Regions from separate parts of the Sus scrofa genome. Here regions 1 and 3 are each linked to region 2. Evidence: chromatin contacts called from public Hi-C data. All regions are on one chromosome and are shown on one strand. The core of a region is the stretch at or near the end of the contact, and the rest is flanking DNA. Distances in the headings are between cores, read along the strand shown.

Region 1 (5,011 bases), core at 2,100-4,599, 380 kb after region 2:
TAACCACAGCAAAAGGCAAGCAAACTACTGACTTTTCAAGCCTAGAGAGGCAAGAAAGATCTCACTTATGGGGACATGTTCTTATGAGAAAAATAAGTGTATCAGACATGAAGATAAAAGATATAAGTTAAACGGGTGCATTTTTCTGACTTAACATTAAGACATTTCTCTAAATGGGAACTTTTTTTTTTTTCTTGTGTACTTTTGGAAAAGCCTCACTTAGGTTTAAGAAATTATCTCAAACTGAAATCAGGGTCTTTGCTTCCACTTCCCATTCGGAAGTACACTCTGGGACAGATCAGAAAAGCAGTGGCCCTCAGCACCCATCTGGGACTGTCTGTGGCCTCCGTCATGAGTTCGGGACGCTCACAGGAGCCGAAAACACTGAAAGGAGGCCCAGCTGCCCTGCTCTCTGCGGGAATTAGATTGGAAGGAAAGCGTGTGCATCCTAGGAACCTTAGACTAAAGCAGAACTTTTCCAACAAATCAGTCGGGGCGGAAATAACAGATCTGCTAGAAAAGGAACACTCGCAAACCTCAAAATGAAAATACTGTGTGTCATACAACGCAAATACTGCATCAGGTTGACGGAATCCTCAGAGTACTCTGGCCATTCCCCATCGTCTTCGTAGAATTAAGAAGAAAAGAGGTTAATATGGACATAGCTCCACTTCTTAGCTGACTTGGGGGTGCGTACCCCACGCTTGGGGACTAAGTGCTCAGGATACGGTCATCTCATTGAGTGGGCACGTTTAACCCTGCAGGGTAGGCCTTCGTATTATTCTCACTTAAGATGAGGACTCAGAGCCTTGGGGGAGGTCCCCTGCTGTGACTCGAGCCCCCCTACCTCGCCCCCCCCAGTCTCCTACTGGGTATAGCATACATTACCTCCCAGGAGCCAAAGGCAAAGACTAGCCCTTTTGGGTGGGTCAGGGTCAAATTTCTTACTCCACAGTGGGATGGAAAAAAGGGCAGGCATTCCCATTATGGCTCAGCAGGAACCAACCCCACTAGTATCCATGGGGATGCGGGTTCAATCCCTGGCCTCGCTCAGTGGGTTGGAGATCCGGCATTGCTGTGAGCTGCGGTATGGGTCTCAGGTGCAGCTCAGATCCTGCATGGCTGTGGCTGTGTCATAGGCTGGCACTGCAGCTGCGATTCCACACCTAGCCTGGGAATCTCCATAATGCCTTGAGTGTGGCCCTAAAGAGGCAAAAAAAAAAAAAAAAAAAAAGGACAGGTGTGAGGCTTTTTACCCCATGGTTGAGACATTTTGAAGAAGAATTGACACTGCTATGGGAGTAGCTGAATATAGCAGTTAAGTGGCTCTTAGGCCTGGAGACCTGGTGCCAAACAGCAGCACCAGTATGGAACCAGACTGGATGCTGGTTTCAGAAAGTGATAAAGGGATGTCACAGCATCTAGGTGAAGATTCCCTTGGAGCCAAAACGGACATTCAGGCAGGAGAACTTGTTGAGATTTTCTGCAATAGACGTTGTGCTTTCTCACACACGTCGTCTTATTTCATCTCACAGCAGCCTTTCGAGAACATTATCATCACTCACAGGTTACAGATGAGGAAACCGAGGCTTGGAGAGGTTCACTGTCTGCCAAGGCTGCAGTGCTAGAGAAGGAACTGGGCACCGACTTTCTCGAATTTCCATTTGTCCTTTAAACATTGGCCTATTTGGAGGATAGGCATTGGGTGCCTCCAGTTACAGCGGCATTATTTATGGTCTCTCGTTTGCTATTCGTGTCTCAAATAAAATCACTGGCCATTTTTTGTGTGTTGATCATGTCGCAGAGAGTCTCATTAAGGCATGGGTAGTCGGAAGAGGTTAAATAGGAAAGGGGTGGATTTCATTTGTAGTGAGTAATTGCGTCTAAAGTGTGTACCATGCTCCAGGTTCAGATCAGCCAGAAAGCTTCTATTGATACTGCAGGAAGAAACAGCAGTTAATACAGACAACCCCAAACCAAAAACGTAAGCACATCTGAATTTTATGTGTGAAGGTAGATGGGACAGACCATTTGTTCTGCAGGCAAGCTGTTCGTCCCGGTAGGGGGCAATATATATCATTGCCCTCGTATGGATTATTTTCTAGAAGAAGTTTTACAGGCTTGGGAAACTTTCTGAGCTGCGGAGGTGAGGCAAGGAACCTTTTAATTAGAGATGGTTCTGCCCAGCATCTTTGCCGCGATTGCCTGGCACATGGGTTGCAGGAAGTAACCCCCCGGGAGAGAAGCCGAGGGAGGAAAGCGTGTGTTTTTAAGACAGATGAAAATATGTCCTGCTGTCTAGCACTAGGAACTGTATCTAGTCCCTTATGATGGAGCATGATAATGTGAGAAAAAAGAATGTATGTGTGACTGGGTCCCCTTGCTGTAGAGGAGAAAATTGACAGAACACGGTAAACCAGCTATCATGGAAAAATATAAAAATCACGAAATAAAAAAGAAAGAAAATATGACCCAGGGTGAGGCAGTGGGGGCAGGAGGGCCCTTCTCAAGAGAGAATCATAGCTTCAGCAGCCAGTATGTACAGGTTGTGCAGTGGGCCAGGCCGCGGGCTGTGTTCGGTGCATGCTTGAACTCCCAACAAACCTTAAGACCCGAGTTACTGATATAATTCCCATCATAGAGTCAGGTACACTGAGGCACAGCTGGCAGGTGAAGGAGCCAGGATTCCACGTCTGGCAGCTGGGATCCCAAGCTTGTGCCCTCAGCATCCTTGATGGGAGGTCCTTTGATGCCTGGAAGCAGTTAACTCTTAGGGACATCTTTCTCTGGTTCTCCAGCCTGCTGGCTGGGCACTGCCTTGTCCCATGCAATTCTCTAAGAACCCCATGAAACAGAGCTTGTTACTCTCTCCGTTTTCTTCAAGAGGAAACCGAAGCTTAGGAAGTTGGATATCTTCCCTAGAGTCACCAATCACCGAAAGCCAGGAGGCTCCTTACCACACCCCAGTCTCTGCAACATCAAGGTCAACCATCTGTGGATGGCCCATCAGTAAGAGCTGTGGAAGAAAGCACCGGACATCGCCACAGGCATAGAATAAGCAAAGCCCATTTTCGCTTCCATCTTTGACCAGCTTATCACCTCCGTTCATGGCTTATCTCAGAAGTCCTGCCTCCAGGGAGGAGTCTCTTCCTCCCAGACCCTAAGTTAAAGGAAAGAGCATCCAGCCATTCCGGATGTCCCCTATGCGAGGCTGTGGATGTGACGGTGTGCCTCTTTCCGAGGGCGACAGCATCCTTCTAGAGAGAGCGTGGCGTTCCTGTTGAATGAATACCTGATTGAGTTCATGGTGCTGAGCCAGGGCGAGGAGGAGCGATTTGGCAGCCAAATTCCTGGCAGCTCATTCAACGTCCTTAATGTTCCACCAGCTTCATGCTGGGCCGCCTGCGAGCCCCGGGAGAGGCTGCGGTAATTACTCAGCTTTTTGATTGAAAACAGCTGCAGGTAGCGTGCCCTCCCATTGTCCGTGTTGCTGGTGATTGGGAAAGACTTGGGGCATCTTGGGCTCCACCGAGCAGCCTCATTCTGGGGGGGAAAGAAAAAATGGAGGCAGAGCGTAGATTTTCCCACTTGCTCCACTTTTCAAAATGAACCATTCGTCTCTTGAGGGCCAGACCTCAGCCACCCATTCAGTGAGTGTGAGTCATACCCCTAAAATTAAAACAAACATTTCTTTCCGAGAGACCTCTTATCTTGGCTGATCTTTCTAGCTCGTCTCCCTGTTCTTGCTCTGCTTGATTTAGGCTGCTTTCAATAAAATTGCTGCTTGGTAAATACATGGTCCTTCCCGTCGATCCAAAGACAACCAGCAGCGTTTCCTTGGGATGAATGCGCGGACAATCTGGACATGGTTTTGGAGGATGGGATGTGGATTTTTAGAGGCCTTCCGGTGTAGCCCACATCTTGCAGGGCGTACTTGGACTTCCTGCTACGGGAAGTATCTGGGGTTCATAATCTCACAGGAGAATTTGTGCTTGCGATGGAATCTCTAAGTCCAGATGCCTTTCAGAGATAGAGTATTTTATGTCCCTCTGTCATGAGTTCCATTTTTGATCCAACCCTGTATAATCACATCCAAAAATGGAGAAGGCGATCCGGAAACACTTTGCCTTATGGTAGCCAGCTTCGAAAGGTGACAGAAGAGCAACACAGGATAAGAAGTGTCAGCCAGCAAAGAAAAAGAGCAGCCCTAGAATCCCACAGGGTTATGAAACTCGGTCTCTATCCAGCGCAAGGAACTTACAGTCTGGTGAGAAAGACGCATGAAAATCGTAAAAAGTGCAACGAGCAGATCTCCCGTGTAGCACAGAGAACTCTCCTCAGTGTTGTGTGATCATCTATGTGGGAGAAGAATCTGAAAGGGAATGGGTGTGTGTTCACGTATGATTGAGTCACTTTGACGTACAGCAGAAATTATCACCCTGTTGCAAAGCACGTGTACTTGAGTAAAACTTTAAAAAATGGACTGAGGGAGTTCCTGTTGTGGCTCAGTGGTTAATGAATCCGACTAGGAACCATGAGGTTGCGGGTTTGATCCCAGGCCTTGCTCAGTGGGTCAAGGATCCGGCGTTGCCGTGAGCTGTGGTGTAGGTTGTAGACGTGGCTCGGATCCCATGTTGCTGTGGCTTTGGTGTAGGCCGGCAGCTACAGCTCCGATTGAACCCCTAGCCTGGGAACCCCCATATGCCATGGGAGCAGCCCTAGAAAAAGCCAAAAATAAATAAATAAAATTAAAAAAAAAAATGGACTGAGGAACGAGGCTGCGGTCTTCAGTGGCCTTGTCAAGGTTTTAGACGTGATGACAAAGGAAGTCGTCACCATGGGGCCCATTACAGCCGAAGGATGGAGCAGGCTGCAGTGTTAGCCCAGGCGGGCCTGCGGACAGTTATAGGATGGAGCGTGTATAGGAGAGAGCAGGATATCAAGGAGCACAGAGGGGAGGTGCCATTTATGAGGGAGTCACCTCCATGCTAAGTCACCTTGAGGGAGTCAC
Region 2 (4,822 bases), core at 1,835-4,334:
GACACGGTTTGAACGAGTTGTTTAGCAGAAGTTTTTAGTGCTAATTGTCATAGCTGCTGAGCTGTAAACATTTACGCTTCTAACAGTCAAAGAAATTTTTTTGTGTGTCACTGTGCATGGCACATTGTCCTTTATCACACCCTGAGCTTTGGCCTCCTCTCCCTGAAGTATTTATAGTATCTTCTGTATTTATATTATTTCTATATTTTCTTCTCATTACTGACTTTCACATTAGTATTATTTAGGCCATTTAATCTTCCACTATTAGTAATATTCCACTATTAGTAATATTGTGTTACGTTGCTCTGCTGGGCTTTTAAAATATTAAGTATTCCGTTTCTTTAGTGGATATGTATTGTATAAGTCTGTAAGCGATTTTCTCGTATATTATTGTTGCAACAAATCCACTCTGCTTTGCCTTTATTCTTGCGTTTCTTCTCTGATGGAACACAGCAAGTTGTCTTAACTCTTAATTACTCTAACTAGTGTAGCAACACAAGTGCTTTTGAAATAAGTAGGCATGCCAATGCGAGAGTGAATTAATATTTTACAGCCTTTGCCTCATGTTTGACTGTTCTCTGCACTTGAGCAGAGACTGTAATTTGGACTCTATAAAACCTTATCTGCCAGGTGATATGTAAATAGGATTGTGTGTGCACACGTCGATTTGCAAGCCAGCACTCTCTCAACTGTTAGCTCATAACGCAAGCACTCTGCAAATCCCTGGTCCCCGCACCTTGTTCACAAATGATGATCAAGTATTTTGATGCCTTATTTGAAAACGACGTTACTAGATAACACCAGGATCACCCCACCCCTTAAAACATGTACTGTGTGAGAGTAAACGGAATTCTGTGCGCTTCTATTTAACGTGACCCCTATTTATATTTGTAACTCAACAAACTTCTTAACGGAGGGATAGTGTCTGCTAAGGACTTCAAGGATGTTACAGTCCAGAACAGCTTTCTTCTTCCTTAACGCTTACTGATTACCTGTGGGGAAACCAAGGCCCAGAAACCTTACTTCTGCCTCTAGGTCCCAGGCATGCAGTAGATGCTTAAATAAATACTTGGTGAATGGGTTAGCTTGAAGGAAGCCTATTTTGGCTACTGTTCATTACTTTGAAAAGTGTTGGAAGGCAATCGAAATTATTTTCCTTTCCAGCTGGGCTGTGCTCTTAAAAATAGTGAGTGTGTATGGATGAAAATAATCATGAGATGTGTTGCCATGTACCCAAGGATAATTGGCTCACTTACCTGTTTACAGATTATTCACATTGGAGATCATATTCATAGCTCCAGAATAGTTTCTTTCTGACACCCAATATAATCCTGGGCCTTCTCCTTCCTACTGTTACCTGGCGTGGGCTTAGGAAACCCAAACTAAATTTAAAACCAGCCTAAACAAATATGCAGATCAGCTCCAGTAATCAAAGACTAAAAAATCAGCCCAGCCATGACCAGTTGGGGGAGTCTTTTATAATAACAGTGCTACCGATTCCATGTAATGTGGACAGTTGGGAACCACCAGTATTTTAAAATATTTTTTGAAGAGATAGGGCTGGCACCTATGTGAGCCGTTCAAGTCCTCACCTTCTTCCATTTCTATGCGTAGGTCTTTACCTCACAAAAACTACTACAAGCACCAAGCTCCCTGATGGAAAGGTATATGGAAGCTTGATTCTTTCTCTCTTTCATTCATCCATTCACAGATTCACTCATTCATCATACAGTGGGTAATTTTTCCTTAACCATGAACAGGATGTTGTGGCAGAATGAAAGTCAAGTAGACATACATTCAGTAATTAAATCATTGACAGTTTAGCGGAAAGTCTAGTGAGTCTGTGCATACTTAAAATTTTTTTTTTTTTTCCTGCATTCGATTCTTTTTCTTTCTATCCCATTAGACTGGTGTGCTAATAACTGTGGTGTTTCATGATTCTCCCTCAGGTTGCATGTTGATGGTATAATATATGCCTCATGAAAATTAGACTCTGGCTCAATTACTATTCAATCCATGCCCATTTTCACCTGATTGTCCTGTGATTACTCTGATGTGTTTATGAGGTGATTGGTTAGAATCATTACAGAAAAGCATGACAGTAGCTGGCGCACATGGGGCGACCACGCTCTTAATTTGATTGAAGGAATGACCTTTTTTTGTGTGTGTTGGCCTCCCTCCGAGCCCTATGGAATAGAACCAGACCTGCCTTTTGCGCTGGCTGGTAGCTGTGTGATTCTCAGAACACCATGCAAAACGTGATGTTCTTCAAATTTAGATGTCAGTGCTTGGACGCCTTCAGGTGGAAATGGTTCTTAAGGCCACGTGTTCTGTTTTTCATTTTGGATTTCCTCTTCTGCATCCCCCGGACCCTTGCAGGCCGATCGTGCAGCAGATCGCCAGGGTGTCCCATTCAAGCTGCAGATTTGTCTGTCATCGTCGGACGGCGGCGGCGGCGGTGGCGGCAGCGGTGGCGGTCCCCTCTTCCTCGTCCGCGGCAGGGAAGTGTGTCTCACATCAGGTGAGAGTTTTGCCTTGCTCTCTAGTTTCCATCCGAGGATAAAGCCTGACGTGGGAAGATGTCCTACTGGCCACGTTTGCGCCCTTTGTAGCCGTGGAAGATCTTTGCAGACCGTATGTGTGGGAATTGGAGACATCGCCGAGGTTTTTTTCAAACTCGGATTCGAAGGATCTCTCTTTTTGACTTCTTTGGTTTAGGAAGTGGTCCACGTTTGACTTTGCAGTGGCTGATTGTCGTGTGTTGGGCTCGAGCCCGGCCATATGCTGTGTCCCTTGTACCGAAAGCCGGTGAGAAATGTTTTGCTCCCCAATAGCTCTCTTAAGTCAAGGTTTTCACGTTTTTGGTTCTTGGTGGAGTGTGGCCCGTGTGTGGGGAGACGGGCTTGTTTGTTCAGTAGCAACCAGTGTTTGTTGGATCTTGAATTCCTCTGTGTCTGTTCGGATTTTACAACTTCCTGATTTCTTCGTGCACAGTGCATTTTTTTGACCTGGAGAGTCAGGCAGACACAGGGTATAGGCAGGGTTGATGACTCATGGTTCTGAGTTGCAGAGAAGACGAGGAAACTGCCTAAGTGGAGTCGGGAGAGCATGGAAAAGTTAGTTAGACGTGGGGGCAGCAAGGGCTTGGGAACCCTGGTCTTCGCAACTGAAGGAGATTGTGAAATACCTCCCCTGGTTCTATTTGCCTCGGGAGCCGTCCTGCTCCAGGCTGTGGAAATAGCTTAGTTCAGTGGCTCCCAAGCCTGGCTGGGCCCCAGAAGCACCGGGAGTGGTGAAAAAAGAAATAGAATGGGGACTCCACCCTAGACCTTCTGGATCCACATGAACCTGAATGGTCTGATGTTGTCGGCTTTGGGAATGGCTGCATGGGGTGGTCTCTGGGCGGCACTTCCTGAGTCATGCTCTATTTCCTTACTCTGTGAGAGGCAAGGTCCACTTTGACCAAACTTCCCATCCCCAAATCTGGATTTTCAGCCGATTTTTTTTTTTTTTTTTTTTTTTTTTTTTGCCCGCACCTGAGGCATATAGGAGTTCCCAGGTCAGGGATCGAATACAAGCCACAGCTGCAACCTACACCACAGCTGCAGCAACACTGGACCCTTAACCCATGACACCAGGCCCCGTGTGGAACCCTAGCCTCAGCAGCCACAGGAACTGCTGTAGATCCTTAGCCTTCTGCACCATGGTGGGAACGCCTCAGCTCATTTTTAAAAGGTGTTTACTTGCTTTGTCCAAATGTTCATTTTAAAACCGATTCACTAGATGACTTTAAATAAAGAGCCCCCTCTGTGCCCCTGAGACCCAGTTCTGAAGTTCCATATAAATTCCATGGTATCTGAGGTAAGAGCTTGAGGGTCTGGAACCAGCCCTTCTAGATTTAAAATCTAGAGCTGCCGCAGTGACCTCGGGCAGTTCTGTAACCTTTCTATGCTTCAGTTTCATGTGTAAGGTGGAGATAATGTCAGCTCTTTCTCTAGGGCTGCTATGAGGACGGAATGACATAATATTTGTACACTGGGCAGAATAGTAATTGGTATATGGTTTATGACCTATGAACATAAGCTCTCATTGTGATCATGTGATGGGGTGATTGTAACGTTCTTGTTTGGTGATGGTTGTGCCTCGAACATACATGACTAGGAATAAGTAAATATCCCTGTACCTTGGTCTTTGGACCAACTCTGTAGCCCTTTTTTTTTTGGGGGGGGGTCTTTTTAGGGCTGCACCCGCAGCATATAGAGGCTCCCAGGCTAGGGGTCGAATCAGAGCTGCAGCCACCTGCCTACACCACAGCCATAGCAATGCCAGATCCAAGCCTCATCTGCAACCTACACCACAGCTCATGGCAATGCCGGATCCTTAACCCACTGATTGAGGTCAGGGATCAAACTTGCATCCTCATGGATACTAGTCGGGTTCGTTACCACTGAGCCACGACGGGAGCTCCCTTGTAATCTTTTGTAGCTCTGCAAAGCCAATGAGCCTTGTATTTATTTTTTTCTGAATTTTGTGTTTGTTTACCTCTCTTACTGACACCGGATGCATATATGTTGGTGGGTTTTTTGAGGGGGGGTTTTGGGTGTGAAGTTTCATTCATATATGTTGTTTTTATATTGTAGGGTAAACTGATGACTTGCAGGCATAAATGAAGTGAGTTGAATGCCAGAAGTGCTGTGCCTCCAAAAGTGGGAGGAGTCAGTAAAGTCCTGTGGGGGGGAGCAGGGGAGGGAGGAAGTTATTACACACATTATATCCTTGTGAAATACGGAACTGGGAACTTTGCATTTTATGGGCTGTGGGT
Region 3 (5,053 bases), core at 1,794-4,293, 300 kb after region 2:
TATTGCCAGACATTGAGACATGGTAGCGTAATTGCATAGTGGCCAGGATTTTAATATTGTCAAGACGGGGATTTGAACTTGGCATCGCCTCCCACCTTGGTTTCTCACCCTTAAGTGAGAGATGGCTGTGAGCATTAAATGAGAGCGAGAAGGCACTGCCTGGCTTGAAGTCAATGCCTAATAGATGGTCTCATTATTTTGAAATGCTTTCCAAAGGATAATCAAGTTTGCTTTTATAAACGCAAATTTTTGTTTTTTTAAAAAAAATCAAGATAGCTTTCAGAAGAAAAAGGAAATGAAATTCACCCCTGAAGTGGACTTGGAGAATTTTAGAGGGTCTTTTCCAAGTTGTTATAAAACACCTCTGAAGTAAATTTGCCCATTTCTGCCCACACCAATCCTATAACATTCCAGGAATAAAAGCTGCACTTGAGTTTAAAAATAAAACGGTGGAACAAACTGAATTAGAAGTCCTTGGCAGACATTCCCCCCCAGCAGAATGTTCTTTCAATTGGTGGTATCGCAATAAAAAAGAAGATGTATATTTTTTTTGTAATCTGCCTTTCTTTCCCTTCTCTGCCGCCAGTTGTATTTCTTTATCTTAAAAACCCAGTAGGCTTGGACTTGACCTCCCCGTCCCTGTGATAACTGCATTCCCCTCTCCACTCCCACCTCCCCCGCCCCCCCCCCAAATAAACCACATCCGCAAGGACCCTCCTTCCCAAGAACTCCTGGAGCAGACCTTCTTTGATACCGTATATGTGCATACTGGACCGCACGGAGCAAGGTCGGAGCAACATGAGAGGGCTCTGCTGTTTTTAGTTGCAAAGGCTGCCAAGAAAGCAAAGGGGGAAAAAAAAATCTCCAATGTATTCACATCTCTCCGCCTCTTATTTCTTCTGTAAATATTCAAACCCTTTTTGGAGAGGCTTTTGATAATGTGTTATCCCAGCAAACACCACGAACCTTGGATGTACTGAGTACTCCCAAATCCCATGACTCAGGAAAGAGCAGCAGATAAAATGCAGTTGGCACGGTTGGGTAGAGAATCTTGTTACTATACACACACACACACACACACACACATGCGTGCATGCACACACACGTACACCCCAGCCACCCCCACCCCTATCATCACCATAGGAATTATGTAAAAACTAGACAGTCTCGTCTCCCTCACCCCGGCAGTTGCATCTTTCCCAAAAATGGAAGGGGAAAAAGCTTTCTTTGGCTGAGCCATATGCAAAAAATTATGGAACATCTGTGTAAGTAACAACATACAACAAGACAAATTATTGGTGGTAAAAGGCAGAGCCCTTGTTTCAAAATCATGTCTGGAGGTAGTGTGTATATACAGACCCTTGCTTTGTGCTAATTACACATAATAACTGTCAGCTTTGGGGACTGCAGGCTGGGCTCTTCAGTGACTCGTGGCCTTGGGAGAGCGTGCCTTTCTTTTTCTTCTTTTTTTCCTTCTTCCTTTCTTCTTTTTGGTTCTTGTTGAACACACTGTATAGCTTTATTTCAATAGTTGCTATGATCTGGAAAACTAAATCAGAAACGTGGGTGATCTGGTGGCTCAGGTTTGGAAATGTCCTATTGGGCAGATGTCCCCCCCCTCACACCCTCCCGGCCCATCACCCTGATCTGACAGTTTTCATCCAGTGCTAATCGGGGGGTGTGGGAACGGGGTTCGAGCGACTCTGGTCAGTCAGTTTCAGGAATTCTTTTCCTTTCAACATGTAACTCTGTTCTCAGGCTCAACACCCACCATGAAAATAATGTCATTCCAGGCACATTTGGTTGCTTTACTTATTCTGAGACTCATTGTGATTTTTGCCTGAGTGACAAGCCTTTCAGGCACATGTACTTTAAAACATGAGGAGGTGGTGCCGGTGAGAAATTTGGGGAGTCCCCAGTCAATAAAGAAGGAGTTTGAAAGAGCTGGGGGATGTCTCTTGATGGGGAAGAAGTGGTGGGACAGACTCTAGGGTTTCTTAGGAAGAGAGACAGCTCAGAACGTGCCCCCTCCTTTCTTAGAAACCCCTAAGCTCGGAGTTCCCGCTGTGGCACAGTGGGTTGGGGATCTGGTGTAGCTGCAGCTGTGGCATAGGTCGCAGGAACTTCCCTGGCCCAGGAACTTCCATATGCCATGGGGGCTGCCAAAAGAAAGGAAGGGAGGGAGAGAAAGAGAGAGAGAAGAAGAAATCCCTAAGCTCTCAGCGCAGAGCAAGGAAGGGACAATCACAGTGACAGGTGGCCAAAGTGCTCCCATCAGCCTCCCCAGCCCTTCCTTCCTTCCTTGGCTCCCCATCAGTAGCCCATGTTCCCACCAATCCTCACTCCCATTGTAATTCCAACATCCCCGGTGCATTTGCTTCCGAGGCCCCCCCACATTCTGACCCAGCCCGTCAGAATCCTCCCCACCCCCCACCCTAGGACCCAGCTCACACCCCTGTCTCCTCTACAAACCCTTGCAAATGCGAAGCGGGCCAGTCTGTCCCTTTTTTGGGCTCCCAGATCTCTTTGTTATTTGTATTTCTTTGCTATTTATAATACTTAGCCTGCTGATAGTGGAGTTTGCTACACTGTAGCAGAAAAGGCAGTCCGGGATGCCTGTTAGACATGCGGGCGCTGGTAAGAGGCTACCCAGCTTCAGTCCCCCCTCCTAGGGCATCTGATAGCGCTGTTATTGGGGTGAATATCTAACTTCTCTGTCTAGTGTCCTCATTTGCAAACCTGACTTACTAATAGCTCCCTCACAAAGACATCCTGGGAGTTGAAGGAACTTACAGCTCTTAGAGCACAGGGTGTAAGCACTTCAGTGCTAGGGGTAGTCGTCCCGTCTCCCAGAGCAAAGAGACCACATCTTGGTCATGCATTTAGCTCTGGCCACTGCACTTTACATGTAGAAAAGACTCAATCCATGAACATCAAGTCCGTTTAGCCATATAAGAATCTGTTCACTTGAGTCAGCTAAATAATTCAGAGTACAGCAAACCTCGCCTCCCACAGCCCCATCCCTGCAGCCACTGTGAGGAATCAGAGTATTTCAAAACAGCCTCAGAGCCCTGTGGAAAACATGTCCAGTCGTCTTTATGTGTCTGCTTTCTCTTTTGGGTGCAAACACTCAGCAGAGCCCGATTAGAAGGCATGTGTATGTATGCAGCATTATTTTGCAGAAGCTAAATGAAAGCACAGGAGTTTCTCCTGCCTGCTTGTCGTGTCTGTCCCAGTTCCTAGGGCTCAGTGCTCTAAACACTGGAGGCAGTTGAGGGCCCTCGGAAAATGGAGCCCTTGGTGTTCTTCTCAGGAAGCATGTACAGCAAATCCGGAGGAAAAAAATCAGAGTGCGAGCCTCGTTTCCTTAGCGTCTTTGTAATAATATTGTGTGTTTGTCAGGGGGAGGGGAGGTATGAGTTTGTGTGTGTGTTTAACCTTCCTATAAAGAACAAGAGCATATCTCCCCTCGGAACCAGCCAAGTCTATATAAACTTTATCGGGTTCTGATTTCAGCCCGCCTCCCCCAGGAGACAAGTGGCCACATCTGGTTGTCACAACTGGTGAAGCGCTACCAGAATCGAGTAAGCAGTGACCAGGGATGCGCAGAACACCCCCCACAGCAGAGAATTATTCAGTACAAAGTGTCAGTAGCACCAAAGTTGAGAAACTTTGTTTACTTTGAACCTAAAAAGAGCAAGATGATTTCCTGGCGAGGGATGCATATGACACCTGCCCAGGAGAGAGCCATGAGCCTCCTGGCAGGCCATGGGCGGGGTGTGTGTGTGGGGGTGCCTCTGGACCCAGATTACACACTTGTGCAAAGACCCCTCCCACTCTTCCTCCCCAGGAAATCCTGTTCATGAAGACAGGCTTCATAGGGAGAGAAAGGCTTCCTCTCACTTTGTCCTTGGCTGGCACATGGGTCCCTTTATCTCAATCCTGCCTTGTATTTGCGTTTTCACTTCCAGTTTCTTCGTTTTATGATTCCATGAAACAAGATACAGGTAGAAGTTGGAGAAGGGTTAAAGCAGCAGGAGGGTCCTGGGTGGAGGGAGAGGGAAGCAAGAGAGCCAAAAGGAGAGAGAGAGAGAGAGGGAAAGAGAGATGCACAAAAGATGTACAAATGGAGACTCGCTTGGTGTGGTGGTCCTCGAGTTTTCTGCTGAAGGTTCTGCCGCCAATATCTCTCCATCCTTCACACACACACACACACACACACACACACACACACACACGCCCCAGCACCACATGCAGGCCAGGTGGCTCCTGCTTACATACATGGCTTGGCGCTTTTACTCTTTGGCTAAGCCTGTTTCACACATGAACAACACAGCCTCCTCCCAAAGATTTGTCATCCATCTGCTTGCAGAAGGGCTGTCGGCTTCCCTCCGAAAACCGGTCCAATCAACATTTTCCTTTGGCCAGCGTAGCTTACCAGCAGCTCCTCCATAAGGTCCCACATTGCAATCTCTCATTCTCATTTGCCTGGCTGGTTTCGCCCTTCTGTCCTCTCTGTGTCGCCGCCCCCCCTCCCGCCCTCAGCCCTCTCCTTGCCTGTTAAGGAGCCCTGTCAGAATGAATGACAGAATCAACTTCCTCCCCCCAAACGGCTCATGACTCATAACGTGCAAGCAGTGTTGCCTTCTGTCCCTACGAGGTTTGCAGCTTCTCCCCACGCACATGATCCCCCTCCCGGAGTGAAGTAGCGGATGGATGCCTGGCCCCCACGCTCTCCAAGCTACGCCACTGTCGCAGTATTGTGGGCAAACATGCCACTGAGTCTTCCCTCCTGATCTGCTCCAGCCCGTCCTCTCGCATATGCTTGCCGCAGACCGCGGTTAATACCGGTCTGTGCGCATCTTGAGGCTCGCTCCCGAAGTCTCACTCCTCTGTCATCCTGCCAATGCGGTGCCACTTTCTCCTCGTTCCAGGACACTGGCAAACGAGGCATAGGAAGTGGACCCCCTTCTCAGCCATCGGAGCCCTGTCTGTGGTTGAGTGAGGGGAGCGTGGGATGGGCATGGGGAGAGGCCTTCTCCCAAATGACTTC

Evidence for each region. A called contact is a pair of places that touch in the nucleus more often than the background predicts.
Region 1: a Hi-C map of mesenchymal stem cells shows a contact between it and region 2, with 3 times the contacts expected there. The contact joins two enhancer-like sites. A contact is called at or near these places in 4 of 5 promoter capture datasets (fetal liver, fetal skeletal muscle and liver), 16 of 47 Hi-C or Micro-C datasets (brain, embryonic fibroblasts, epiblast stem cells and 10 more) and 2 of 2 datasets of contacts at active chromatin or transcription factors (alveolar macrophages and skeletal muscle).
Region 3: a contact with region 2 is called in a Hi-C map of embryonic fibroblasts, with 1.7 times the contacts expected there. The contact joins two enhancer-like sites. A contact is called at or near these places in 1 of 5 promoter capture datasets (fetal liver), 1 of 47 Hi-C or Micro-C datasets (embryonic fibroblasts) and 2 of 2 datasets of contacts at active chromatin or transcription factors (alveolar macrophages and skeletal muscle).

The regions. Positions count from the first base shown.
Region 1 is chr7:12,333,584-12,338,594 of Sscrofa11.1, reverse strand. All of the region lies in intron 6 of ATXN1 (ataxin-1), which reads left to right. Among named protein-coding and RNA genes, the nearest start is that of GMPR, 82 kb to the right of the region's middle. Within about 2 kb of position 3,349, at least 12 of the 83 cell types and tissues checked have an H3K27ac peak or open chromatin away from gene starts, as enhancers often do. A contact at or near this core is called in embryonic fibroblasts, retroperitoneal adipose tissue, skeletal muscle and 1 more, where this site is marked.
Region 2 is chr7:12,711,428-12,716,249 of Sscrofa11.1, reverse strand. ATXN1 (ataxin-1) reads left to right here. Exons shown (of 8, transcript XM_021099774.1): 2 at 2,380-2,521. Among named protein-coding and RNA genes, the nearest start is that of ATXN1, 17 kb to the left of the region's middle. Within about 2 kb of position 3,084, at least 28 of the 83 cell types and tissues checked have an H3K27ac peak or open chromatin away from gene starts, as enhancers often do. A contact at or near this core is called in embryonic fibroblasts, retroperitoneal adipose tissue, skeletal muscle and 1 more, where this site is marked.
Region 3 is chr7:12,411,156-12,416,208 of Sscrofa11.1, reverse strand. The region is part of intron 6 of ATXN1 (ataxin-1); the gene reads left to right. Among named protein-coding and RNA genes, the nearest start is that of GMPR, 160 kb to the right of the region's middle. Within about 2 kb of position 3,043, at least 9 of the 83 cell types and tissues checked have an H3K27ac peak or open chromatin away from gene starts, as enhancers often do. A contact at or near this core is called in embryonic fibroblasts, where this site is marked.